2 separate regions of the Rattus norvegicus genome follow, and region 1 is linked to region 2. A link is a contact called in public Hi-C data. All regions are on one chromosome and are shown on one strand. Each heading gives the region's core, a stretch centred on a gene start, on an enhancer-like site or on the middle of the called end of the contact. The rest is flanking DNA. Distances are from core to core; before and after follow the strand shown. Region 1 holds the start of Id2 (inhibitor of DNA binding 2). Region 2 overlaps Kidins220 (kinase D-interacting substrate 220).

The links. A called contact is a pair of places that touch in the nucleus more often than the background predicts.
Region 1: a contact with region 2 is called in a Hi-C map of Schwann cells, with 3 times the contacts expected there. The contact joins the promoter of Id2 here to the enhancer-like site in region 2.

What each region holds. Positions count from the first base shown.
Region 1 is chr6:47,469,069-47,475,015 of GRCr8, forward strand. Id2 (inhibitor of DNA binding 2) reads right to left here and starts at 1,927. Exons shown (of 3, transcript NM_013060.4): 1 at 1,516-1,927; 2 at 1,162-1,225; 3 at 94-350. The coding sequence starts at 1,863. The coding sequence ends at 1,169.
Region 2 is chr6:47,403,120-47,409,768 of GRCr8, forward strand. It overlaps Kidins220 (kinase D-interacting substrate 220), which reads left to right. Exons shown (of 30, transcript NM_053795.2): 23 at 5,994-6,172. Among named protein-coding and RNA genes, the nearest start is that of Kidins220, 60 kb to the left of the region's middle. Within about 2 kb of position 4,037, at least 41 of the 93 cell types and tissues checked have an H3K27ac peak or open chromatin away from gene starts, as enhancers often do. A contact at or near this core is called in Schwann cells, where this site is marked.

The DNA.
Region 1 (5,947 bases), core at 677-3,176, 64 kb after region 2:
TGGGCAATTCCTTGTGATTTTTTTTTTTTTTTAACATTTTCGCTCCCCATGGTGGGAATAAGTATATAAAGAAAACCTTCCGACTGTAGAAAGGGCATTGAAAGTCTCTCATAAATAACGGTTATCACAGTCCAGGCCGGAGAACACCTGGGGGAGATGATCACTCTTAGTTTTCCTTCCGTTTTCTTTTTAAAAAGGTCCATTCAACTTGTTCTCCTGGTGAAATGGTTGATAACAAAGCAGAACAAAACAACAGTCTTAAAAGATCCTGTAGACTTCTTGTTGTGCAAAAGAAAAAGAGAAAGTAAAAATAAAAAAAAAAAAAAAAAAAGGAAAAAGTCCCCAAATGCCTGCAAAAGATCGGGAGAGAGAAGGCAGTTTAGGAGATTGTAACCTAAGGGCAGGGGCGGGCAGCCTGGCGCCAGAGGAAGCCACAGTTTGAGCTTTTAACCAAACCCTGGCGTCCAGATGCGGCGCACATACCCGGCCCCAACAGCACAAATTAAACATGAAAATAGCAGAGACTCAAGGGGAAAACTTCCCAAACCCAGTCTCCCATTTGGATCTCTAACAGCGCGCTCACAGGCGCCAGTCTGCTTCTTGTAACAATTATTTGATTGAAAACAGCCCTTTGGTTAACAGATAGGGAAAGCTGGATCCCGGAGCACAGGGGTAAGGCTCCGGGTAGCCGTCTTCAGCTAGCCAGAGAAATCTCAGAGGACTTCAGTTTTGGGGGAAGAGAACACTATGGAATTTGTGGCGATAAGATTAATTAGAGCTGAGGTTAGTACCTCATAGCACCACCACTGGGCTCATAAAAGCCAATAACACTTTGTCCTGACACCTTCATAGTAAGTTACTGGCATTTATATTCATATTCATTCTCTCTCTCTCTCTCTCTCTCTCTCTCTCTCTCTCTCTCTCTCTCTCTCTCTCTCTCTCTCTCTCTCTCTCTCTCTCTCTCTCTCTCTCTCTCTCTCTCTCGGCAACTGTTCCGTAATCCGGAGCAACCACAGCGACAAGCCCCTTCATGCCTCTCTGGAAGGACAAGCGGCACCCGTAACACGGTGAAGTAAGCATGCATTTACCAAACCAAACATTTAACAGACACACAAGTACATTACCGAAGCGCGCACACAGGAGGCACCCGCAAACACTCACCATTTATTTAGCCACAGAGTACTTTGCTGTCATTCGACATAAGCTCAGAAGGGAATTCAGACGCCTGGAGAGAAAGAGGATAAAAAGCAGGATATTAGGCAATCTTAAAGGAAGGTAGCCCCCTCCTCCCTTTACGAAAGTGCCAACAAGTCCCATTAAACAGGTTCATGCTACAATGCAGATCCAGACGCAACCCACACAGAACTTAGAAGTAGCGATTTCTTACATGACGCTCAATGCACAGTTTTCTTAAAAATAAAGTTAATGAACCTGTCTCTACGATGGGCTTTAAGAGTGACAGTTTCGGACGACCGGGAGCATCTGGGCAGCGGGGTACTTGCAAGCGAGTCTCACCTGCAAGGACAGGATGCTGATGTCCGTGTTCAGGGTGGTCAGCGGCGTCCTGGACGTTTGGTTCTGTCCAGGTCTCTGGTGGTGCAGGCTGACGATAGTGGGGTGCGAGTCCAGGGCGATCTGCAGGTCCAAGATATAATCGATGACGTGCTGCAGGATTTCCATCTTGGTCACCTTCTTGTTCTGGGGGATGCTGGGCACCAGTTCCTTGAGCTTGGAGTAGCAGTCGTTCATGTTGTAGAGCAGACTCATCGGGTCGTCCACCGGGGTTTTGCTCCGGGAGATGCCCAAGCTGTGGTCCGACAGGCTGTTTTTCCTAACGGACCTCACCGGACTGAAGGCTTTCATGCTGCTCGTAGGAGGAAAGGCCGGGAGGGAGCCGCCGCAGGGGGCTGAGGTGGCTGCGCCGCACCAGGCTCTGTTCAGAATGAAGCGCGAGCCGGGCGGGGCGTCTTTTATGTGCACTCGCCCTGGCCGCTCAATCGGGCATCCCTGAATCGCCATTGGTGGGAGGGGTGCCGTCCATCATACCAGGCGAATCCTCCCATTGGTGAGTGAGAGCTCTCGGTTCTTCCGCGTTCGCAGCCAATGCCCGTGGGGTGGGAGGAGCGGGCGAGAGCCCAGCTGGGGTGGTAAATTGAGTACAGTGTGCGCTGGGCACCCAGGGGGCCTGAGTGTGCAATTGTGCCCTCCTGATTCTAATTTCCAAAGCTGGCAGGACCCCTGCCCCGGGGGTGTGCCCGGAGCTAGCTATCCCCGCCCCAGGGTTTCCAGCAGCCCCGCGGTCTCAGCACAGCAGACGGGAAGTCACAGGTCGCTAGCGTTAGGGAGACAGCGACCGTGGCAGAAGGGAAAAGAAGCGCGCCTTTGGGAAGTCACATTTGTGGAGTTCCTTCTTTTAAGATAAAGCAAAAGCTATTTAAGGGGAGGAGGGGCGGGAAACCTACCCACATACACATTCACGGCAGGTTTAGCGTGGGATTTTGCAACTTGGAGCAACGCGGGAGGCCTTCTCGGAAACTCAGTGACACGAATTGTAGGGAGCACTGTGCGGTCTCCCTCAGACCACAGAGGAGCCCTGAGGGACCTGGTACGTCCGGGACCCCCCCTCCTCCTCGAGAACGAGGCAGAGTTAGTATAATGACTCCATTAATCGAAGGTCATTAGTGGGGTTTGCACACTGGAACTACATTTACATACATTGCCCTTGGTCTGTGCCCTTCAGTGTAGGTGGCAAAGTGATGCGATTAATTATGCGCAAATCGTGATTTCTGGTGTCAACATTCCAGCACTTACAGCTCTTGGGAAGCTCTTTGTCAGGTAGGTGGTCCTAGCTACTGACTGACAGCTTATCGCTGTTTTTAAAGAAAATTCTGTTACGTACGAGGTTTGGAATCTTTCAGCACCCCTCCTAGATGCAGCTACATTTTGAAAAAGTTTGGAGCTCTTGACTCCAACGCTTTAATTTCTGAATTCTTGTTCTGCTGAAGACTACTGTATATTAGTCGTGTATTAGAGGAAAACAATATTTATCTTAAGCCCAGAAAGGGTTTTTTTGGTCTCAATCTCCCACATCCTCTGAATGCAATAAAGAGAAAGAATGCAGAATCCGGGCAAAGCTCCGTGGTGAAGAAACAGTATTTTCCCTTCAATTAATGATTAATTCCTCAGCTGGTGGGCCAGGCAGTCTCTGACCTCCACGTGACAGCCATGTGCCCCAGGGCTTCTCTCTAAGGAGGCAGAGTCCGGTGGTGTAGTGGTGGTAAAATCCGGCCATCTCAGTTTGGAGGCTGCAGGACTCTCTGCCCTGCAGAGAAATCTGCACAAGGCTTGCACTGCCTCCTGAAACTCAGTGACAGTGTTCTATTGACAACTGTCCTGTTATTAAGCTGGTAGTGATTTACTATCTGAGTCCCCCCACAGTTCGAGCCTCTTGATGTACTTTGTGTGCATGTGTTTCTGTCACATACGTGCCACAGCGGAACAGATTTTGTTTTGACACTTTTGGTTCATGATGTTATACTCTGAGTATTTTACAATAATAGCCAATGTAAACAAACATCTCTGGGATTCTCAAATTATTACTTATGATTCTTGGACATTGCATCTCTGCGGTACTGACGCATTCTTAGCTTTTTCCAAGGACACCGTATGTTAGCACCGGTGCCAGCCTCATTATTCCAACAGAAAGGCCCTGGGCTGGATGATAATGAGCGCTGTGCAGCATCGCTCGACACACTGGCAGCGACGACGCATGAGCGCCTTCTCCCAAGACCATTCCTGTACCCTGATATAGTAAAATTGCTAAATATGGTGAAAGTTTTCTGGCGTTTCTTTCTCTGGCTGTCATGCCAGAGTCCAGTCTGCCGGGCTGCGCTGAATCGGATTCTGTTGGCACACTACCCAGTTTTTGCATTCATTTAAAGATCATTTTAAGGGGATTGTGAAACTGTATAAGTTAATGACTGAAAAGGACGGAGTTACCAGTAAGTCTGTCACAGCAAGCCTGGGCTGACATTTCTTAAAATTATGTTTTGGGGCTGGGGATTTGGTGGGAACCCTTTTCGGGACGGCTTATAATGGTATATAAAAATCGGTTCATTGGTGTGGATTTTCATCTGAGAGCCCTGAAGTTCAAATGGTCCCAGCTGCAGGACGCGCCCAGATGCAGAAAGGGCGGGATCCGTGGGTGGTGGGAAGGTGTGAAGGGCTTCCGGCGGTGTGTGTGTGTGTGTGTGTGTGTGTGTGTGTGTGTGTGATATTGGCCGCCCCTGCTACCCACCGGGACGCCCCCCATTTAAAGCAACAGACCCGCTTGGAGTTGCCCGAACCCTGCTACCAGCCCCCCGGATCCCCCACCATGTCCAGGCCACGCGCGATAATCAGAAGCAGGTCCCGGCCCAGCCACCTTGGCTACTATCCCCGCGTGATGCCACGAGGGCGGGAGGAGCCGGCTTGGCGGGGGCGAGTCTCAAGGTCTTCTCTGCACATCTGGCGCAATTGGGAGCTCTCGCCTTTCTTCCCCTCGGTTTTGTTCTCACAGCTGTGTCCATTCCGCCCGTGACCCCCCGAGTGATCCCTGACAGGTGATGAATTGGCAGCAGCGGCGGCGGCAGCGGCGCGCGGGCCAGGCCGCGGCGGGGCCGGAGCCGGAGCCCCGGAGCAGACTCTCTGGCGCCAGGCGCGTGACGCCGCCCATTCACGCCGCCCTGCAGCCTTGTCCTCGCGGCGCCGCTCAGGCGGCTGCCATGGTAACCGCGCCGTCACTCAGCGCGCGCGCCCAGCTGATCAATGCCTGCAAGGCCCGGCGGTCCCAGGCTCGCCCTGACCGGGCCGTCAGCCTGCGCGCACCTGCAGCCTCTGCACGTCTTAAGTTTCGAGTGATTTGGGGGAAGAAGGAAGACCGAGAAGAAAAGAATAGGGGAAAAAAAGGGGGGGGTGTAAAAGAGGAGGAGAGAAAAAAAAATAAAAAAGGCCGGGAGAGGGAGAAGAACTCTTCCTTCGCAAAAGGGGATGGGGGGTGTGGGTAATGCGGCTTAGACCTTGCCAAAGCAAAAGGTTTTGCTTTATTTCATTTGTTTTTGCAATAGAGGCGTGGAGCTGGCGGGAGGGTAGCAGTGGATGCAAAGGAGGTCACTGTCTCTTCGCAGGACAAGATTTATTTATTCCTCTGGATCTTCTTGGTTCTCGCCCGGATGGCTTTGACTCCAAAAGAAAAAAAAAGTCTTTGAAGGACCCTTATCCTCGGCCCCCTCACCCCCCACCCCCACCCCGCGCCCGGTCCTACTGACATCCTCTTAGGAATCCTTAGTGGTTATGCAAAAAGCATCAGACTTTTCCCGAACAGCCCCTCCTCCACCCTGAGAGGTGGTAGGATGCACTGCTGCCTGAGGTCTTCTAGCCACTCTTGAGACTCAGCGTGCAGCTCCCGCATCTGCGTGCTCATTTCCGCTAGGAGAGCGGCGGGGGGTGAGAGGTGTGGCGGGGGCTGGGGGGCGCAGGCCTAGCCCCTTCATAGTGTGAGTTTTTTCCTGACATCACCTAGAATCCAGAAACTTGTAAGTCAGCCTGGAGACACAGACACCTCCTCTGTCCGGGTTTATCTCCAGGGAAAGCTCCCTTTTAGGAACCAGATGCCAACACTTCCGGATAGTTTATGGCACCCGGATCCCTCAAGGGTGCTCATCCACCGCTGAGAGTGTTAGCAGCCGTTATTCATCGCCTGTCCGGCAGAGTCGTCTTCTGCTGGCCCTAAAACCCAAGGGTGAGGGTGGGAGGGCTGGGGATTTGGGGGGAGGGGGTTGCGGCTCACAACCCGCCAGAGCTGTTATCTGGCTTATCCGAGTTTGTTGTGGTTTTCGAGGAAACAGCATCTGGGTTGTATAAGGATTCGAGTTTTTGCTTTTCGTGTTTATTTAATACCTTGGCAAGA
Region 2 (6,649 bases), core at 2,787-5,286:
AAACAGCTTTTACTCTGACCATGGCACTCATGTTTAGACACAGGCTATGGTAGGAGCGTGCATTCTTATATAACCTTATGAGCAAGAAATGGCTTATATTTTAGGAAATAGTGAAAGAATATACTTGTATAGATGAGGAAGAAGAGATATTGTGTCCCAGGATCTGAAACTGGTAACTGCTCTAAAGGTAGTTAAAGGGACCTGGAAGAACGGAGCTGATAAAGGAGGCAGACTGAAGTCTCATGGAATAGCTAACGTTACTCAGAGCCCCAGACAATTAGTACTCATCCAATTACAAGAGCAAGCTGTGTGTGGCAAAATGTTTCCATGGAGCTATACAGACAAATAGCAATAGCTAGTCGTAATGAATTCTCTGAGGTAAACTTACTCTATCTGCTACACTTGGGAGGAATTGAAAGCATAATCCAAAAGCAGTTCTGTACTTTTGAAGAAACTGAGCTCACAAGATTCTTGTATTGGTTTCTTGGAGTTTTCTCACAAGTACTCAGATTTTCCTCACACGACTCTATTCTTACATCAGTTCTGACAAAACACAGGTACAAAGTCAGGAGGCCTTGTTAGTAGAACTCTTTGTGTTGGTAATGCTTAGTGTGCCAAAATCTAACACAGAACAGTATTCTATTACATTATTTCTTCCATTTAAAAGACAGACTGCAGTGATGTACATCTTTAATCCCAGCACTCAGGAGGCAGAGGCAGGTGGATCTCTGAGTTCAAGGACAGCCTGGTCTGCAGAGTGAGTTCCAGGACAGCCAGGGCTACACAGAGAAATCTGGTCTTTAAAAAACCTCAAACTTAAGCTCTGTATCTGGACAGGCTGTGCTAGCAATGCTTCATCTCCACATCCACTCAGAAAGCGAACAAAAACACTGGCTAAAGTCAGCCTGTTTTAGGATCAGAGGCAGAGGCAGGGGCAGGGGCAGGGGCAGGGGCAGGGGCAGGGGCAGGTGGCACCTTCACCTGGATCACACACTCAAAAGACTAAAGTAGCAGTGGCCTTTGCCAGGTGACAAGATAATTAGGCACTCATATGTCACGTGGGGACAGTCAGGTGTGCTTCACATTAGTGAACATTAGAATTATATGCTTGCTGGCTTAGACTGACTTCAGTGTTTATGGTGAGGAGCAGTGTCTGAGGGGCTGGAGAAGTAGCTCGGTGGTTAACAGCACTTGCTGTTCATGCAGAGGCAGGCTCAGCTCCCAGCACGGTACTTCACAACCAACCATTCCAAGTCCAGGAGATCTAATGCCTCTCTCGACACCAAGTGTGTGTGCAATGCACATACATGCACACAGACAACACATTCATATGTTTAAATAATAAAGAAATAGATAAGTTGATTTAAAAACATAATATTTGGTTGGAACAGTAAATTATTTCTATTGTACCAACTGGTGTTCCAGCCAGAGTAACAAGACAAGAAAAATAAAAGGACTCAAATTATATAGTAGTTGTAAAACTATCTCTAATTACAGATACTGTGATACTGTATAGAGAGTATCCCAAAAGTCTACAGGAACTTCCAGAATCAATAAGCCCAACAGTGTTCAGGATACAGATCAGCAGAAAGATCACTTGTGCTTCTGTTCTCATGATGTCGATAATCTGAAAGGATATTGTTTCATTTAACCAAGGCAGTTAAAGAATGTTCATTAAAAGCCAACATTGCTAAGAGAGATGAAATAAATGGGAGGACACTCAGTGTCCATGAACAAGGAAATTAAAGAACTGGGATATCGGGTCTATCAAATGTTCCCATCAGAGCCAATGTAAAAATCTTTGAAAAATCCCAGTAACTTTCGTGTGCAGAAAGGACAATATTTTTTGAAGAAAACCAGAATCTGAAGGCCCCCATTTCAAAGCTCACACAAGCTACAGAGTGGCAGAACGATCAAGAACACACACAAGGCAATCGAACAGAGTAAATCCAGACAACTACAGCTACTTAGGCATGTCACTTGGGGCATGAGTGCCAAGTCTGTTCAATACAGTTCTTAGACAATAGATTCCCACGCTCATCCTTATCTCACGATGCAGACAAAAGTCATCAACATGCTCCACCTACTTTTTAAAGATTTATTTATGTATATGACTATACTGCTGCTGTCTTCAGACCACCAGAAGAGAACATCAGATCTCATTTCAGATGGTTGTGAACCACCATGTGGTTGTGGGGAACTCTCTGTAGTCCCTCACTTATTCTTTTTCAAGCACAAAATTTTGTCAGTATCAGAAAGGGTAAAATTGGTCTGAAGAGATGGCTCAGTGGTTAAGAGCACTGACTCCTCTTCCAGAGGTCCTGAGTTCAATTCCCAGCAACCACATGGTGGCTCATGACCATCTGTAATGGGATCTGATGCCCTCTTCTGGTGTGAAGACAGTGACAGTGTACTTATATATAATAAATAAATGAATCTTTGTTTTAAAAAAGGGTAAAATTTAAATTATTTTATTCTGAAGGGATAGACTTATTTAGGAAGAACATGTGCGTGTGTCTGTCTGTGTGTGTCTTCACTTGGCAGATATTTATTAAGCACCCGTGCTGTGACAAAGTGCTAGGCACTGGAGCTGTACTAGGGATCAAAGCTGAACTTGTTCCCAGCATTGATGGAAACGACAGTCTGGAGGAGAAGGAGGAGGATGAAGACGGCACTTGCACTAGTAGATATATGGATGGCATGCAGGAGAGTGTGAGGACTTTAGGTGTGTTGTCATAGAGGGGTGTGAGCTGTCCTTCGGGTAGGCTTCCCTAAGTAAGAGGGTTGTGCTGAATACAAAGGAGGACTGCGGATTAGATGGGTGAAGACAGGAGGGGGAGTGTCTAGGGTTTTGGTTGTCTTGAACAGATAACAAGTGGTCATAAAAATGAGTTTGATGGGGCTAGAGAGATGGCTCAGCAGGTAAGAGCACTTACTGAACGCCAGAGGACTCAAGTATAGTCCTGAGTACACATACGGCACCTCTAGTTTGAGAACTCCAATGCTTCTGGCTGCCATGGTTTTCTGCTCTCGTGTGCATGTATATCCACATTCAGGCACATGCACCTATTATATATTATTAGAATTATTTTAGAGACAAGTTGCGTTGCATCCTTTGTTTCTGATCTGGCTTTTGTTGTTTTTTCCTTCATTGCTGGTGATTGAACGTGGGGCTGTTTGGACGCTAAGCAAGAGCCCTTTCTCTAAAGTACGTCCCCAGAACTGAATGGGTGGGCTTTTTGTCTTTAGTAATGTGAGGGTCTTCTGGAAGTTACGTGTGTCTCAGGTGTAACACAGTTCCAAGGCAGGCAAGAGTTTATAAAGACATTGGATTGCCTAGCGTTCATGAAGCCCTGGGCTTGATCATCAGTGAGTAAAAAATGAGGGGTGAGGTAGTGTGGTAAATCTAATTTTAATGCCTATCGGATAATCACATTATTAGACAACCAGCTTCAGCAAAAATACAATGTTCTTCTCATAAGTTATACATTATGGACCTGCTTATACTTTAAGATAGGAAATTTTTCCCCTTAATTTTGAGCCTTACTTTGAATGGAATTGACATGAATGGCTTATGTAAATTCTGCCAAGTAATTTGTTTGTATCTTCTATAATAAAGCCCTGTCATTTGTAATCAAAATGCTTTAGCTTACATGGATGTTGGCATTAACAAGTGTTCGATTAGCGGCATCAAAAGAAACTGCACTTAAACTTCCTGGGAGCTCAGTGATGCCTGATACTGTAAAAAATGCTTTCTGTGGGCCATTTAACTGCTGGCAACTTTAGTTCACATGAGTCCTAGTGCTGAAAATTTAAATTCGCTCTTAATTGAAAAGTGAAGTTATTTAAATTCTTTAAATGCTAACCTTTGGAGAAAATATCTGAAAAATAAAAGCCCATATGATTTTGATGGCCCACTGCCAAAAGATTATCATTTACATAAACGTCTCTTTTAACAGAAGGGCTTAATGCATTGAGCTCAAAAGGTTAGAGTAGAGACTCCAATCTGGAAAGCAGCAGTAGACGTTTGGCTTGTGAACAGCCGCATTGTTCGCCACGCTGAGAACACTGTTCGCATTCAGGCTGAAAGCGATGCTGGCATTAGAATCCGGTTAATTTGTTTCATGTGACTTGTCAGCTGTGTGTTTTTATCTAATCTTCCTAGCCTCCTCTTTTTCTGTCACACTCCTGAAAAATGAACTGCCTTTTTAACTTCCATTTCTAGTATGTTTTCTACCTTTGCAAATGATACCACATGATTGTTTTCCAGGTTTTCATTACACCTTAAATGTATTTAATAATCGGTTCGAGTGCTGTTTTACCGTATTGAAAGTAATCGTATCTTAAAGAACTTTCTGCTTTGTGCATGTGTGGGTCTGCAGCAGGACTTTGTGAAATCCACAGACGAATTGCTTGCCTTGTTTTCTCACGAGCACCCCATTCTTTCCTTGTTTGCTAATTTTGTTCTCTGGATTTTCCCTCGGATGACTTTTAATATCTGGCTACCAGCCAAGTTCTGGGTCTCAGCAATAAAGTGCTGATCCCAAAGAAAAGATGCAGCTGTTGCTAATCTTAGGGTTCCATCTCAGCTTGGAAAGAGCAGGAAAATGTTCTTTTCCCTAAAATGGAGCCTTAGTGCAACGCAAGAGCACGTGTTCTTAAGTAATAGGCGAGTGCTGTGAGGAGAACAAGCGCCAGGCTTTAGAAGAGCTTCCAGAGGTGCAGTTACCGTAAGGGAACCACTGTGCTGAGGCCGTACAGTTTCACAGATAGTGTTGCCTAGATCCGAGGAGCTGTCCTCACAGTCAGAAGTGACTGTCCCCACCACCCGGGCAGGTTTCTTGCAGGTTCTTTGTAATCCTCTGTCACTCCCCCTACCCACACCCCACCCCACCCCACCCCCCATTTTCATGGGAACTGTGATCTGCTTCCTGCACATTGGCCAGATTCTTTACTTAACATAATTTATGATGAGATTTGCCCCTGTCAAGTTCAACTTAGTTCATTCCCTTTTCTTGTATTCTGTGGTATCGGCCTCCGTCCATTCTACCTGTCAGTCAGTGGACACTGGGGCTTCTCCCGATTTTCCTGTCTGTCTATTTGAGCTTCTCCATTGTAGTTTCCATTCCCTTACTCTCATGTTTCTCAGATCAGATTACTTACTCCATGGTGTTTAGGGAGAACCCGGGAATTTGAACATTTTGGTCATTTGTCTCCTTTCAAGACAGTTTCATATTGATCATTGTAACAGTGTCTATTAAGTGCTTTTAATGACTAAAATTCACTTATTTTTATATTTGAGAATTTCTGATTGATCCAAAATTGCTTATTGTGTGAAATCAAACACACACACACACACACACACACACACACACACACACACACGGACACACAATAAAAGAATACAAATATATTACTATATTTGATTGACCAAATCTTATCCTTTCCAGGCTACCTTCTGTGTTTTATCATATCTATTGTACAATAAGCATATATTACTAACAATAGAAAATAGCTTTTTATAAAGAAAATACTGTGCTGACACTTTTAGTTTGTGTGATTTATTAAAAAATTTTTTTTCCTGCAAAAAAAAAAAAATGAGTGCTGGTGTCACATTGAAAAGCCTAGGTCTCAGAACCAGTCTCTCGCTCACTGTGTGATGTGGGCGCAACCGTTCTCATAGCCAGCTCTCGTCAGCTGAGGGAGCCGCTGGCTGTATCTAGTGTGTGAGTTCCCTTCTCTTTGTCTCCCTGGTCCACACCCTGCTCTTGGACAAAATCAGTGATGTTCTGACTTCCTCGTTGTCACCTTAGTTGTTTGGAACTGTATTATTAATTTTTTTCCTCTTTTAGGTTTCTTATCTGAAAAATATTTTTAAACTGAGAGCCAGGTGTATAATGTGCTCCTTGTGGACAGAAGCATCGAGGTTTAAGAGTGAAGAATTTGACTCTGAGAGCAACACTAATGGGGTTTTCATCTCTTTCTTTTTGAAGAATATCGAAGAATATCCCAACAACTAAAGATGTTGAGCCGCTTCTTGAAATTGATGGAGATATAAGAAACTTTGAAGTCTTCTTGTCTTCAAGGACTCCAGTTCTCGTGGCTCGAGATGTAAAGACCTTTTTGCCGTGCACAGTAAACCTGGATCCCAAACTTCGGGAGATCATCGCAGGTGGGTGCCGCAGTGCCACTGCTTGTCTCCTCCCTCCTCCCTCCTTCCTCCCTCCTCCCTCCTCCTTCCTCCTTCCTCCTTCTTCCTTCCTCCTTCCTCCTTCCTCCTTCCTCCCTCCTCCTTCCTCCTTCCTTCCTTCCCTTCCTCCTTCCTCCTTCCTCCTTCCTCCTTCCTCCTTCCTCCCTCCTCCTTCCTCCCTCCCCCTTCCTCCTTCCTCCTTCTTCCCTCCTCCTTCCTCCTTCCTTCTTCCTCCTTCTTCCTTCCTCCTTCTTCCTTCCTCCTTCCTCCCTCCTCCTTCCTCCCTCCTCCCTCCTCCTTCCTCCCTCCTCCCTCCTCCCTCCTCCCTCCTCCTTCCTCCTTCCTCCCTCCCTTCCTTCCCTCCTTCCTCCCTCCTCCCTCCTCCTTCCTCCTCCCTCCTCCTTCCTCCTCCCTCCTCCTTCCTCCTTCCTTCCCTTCCTCCTTCCTTCCTCCTCCCTC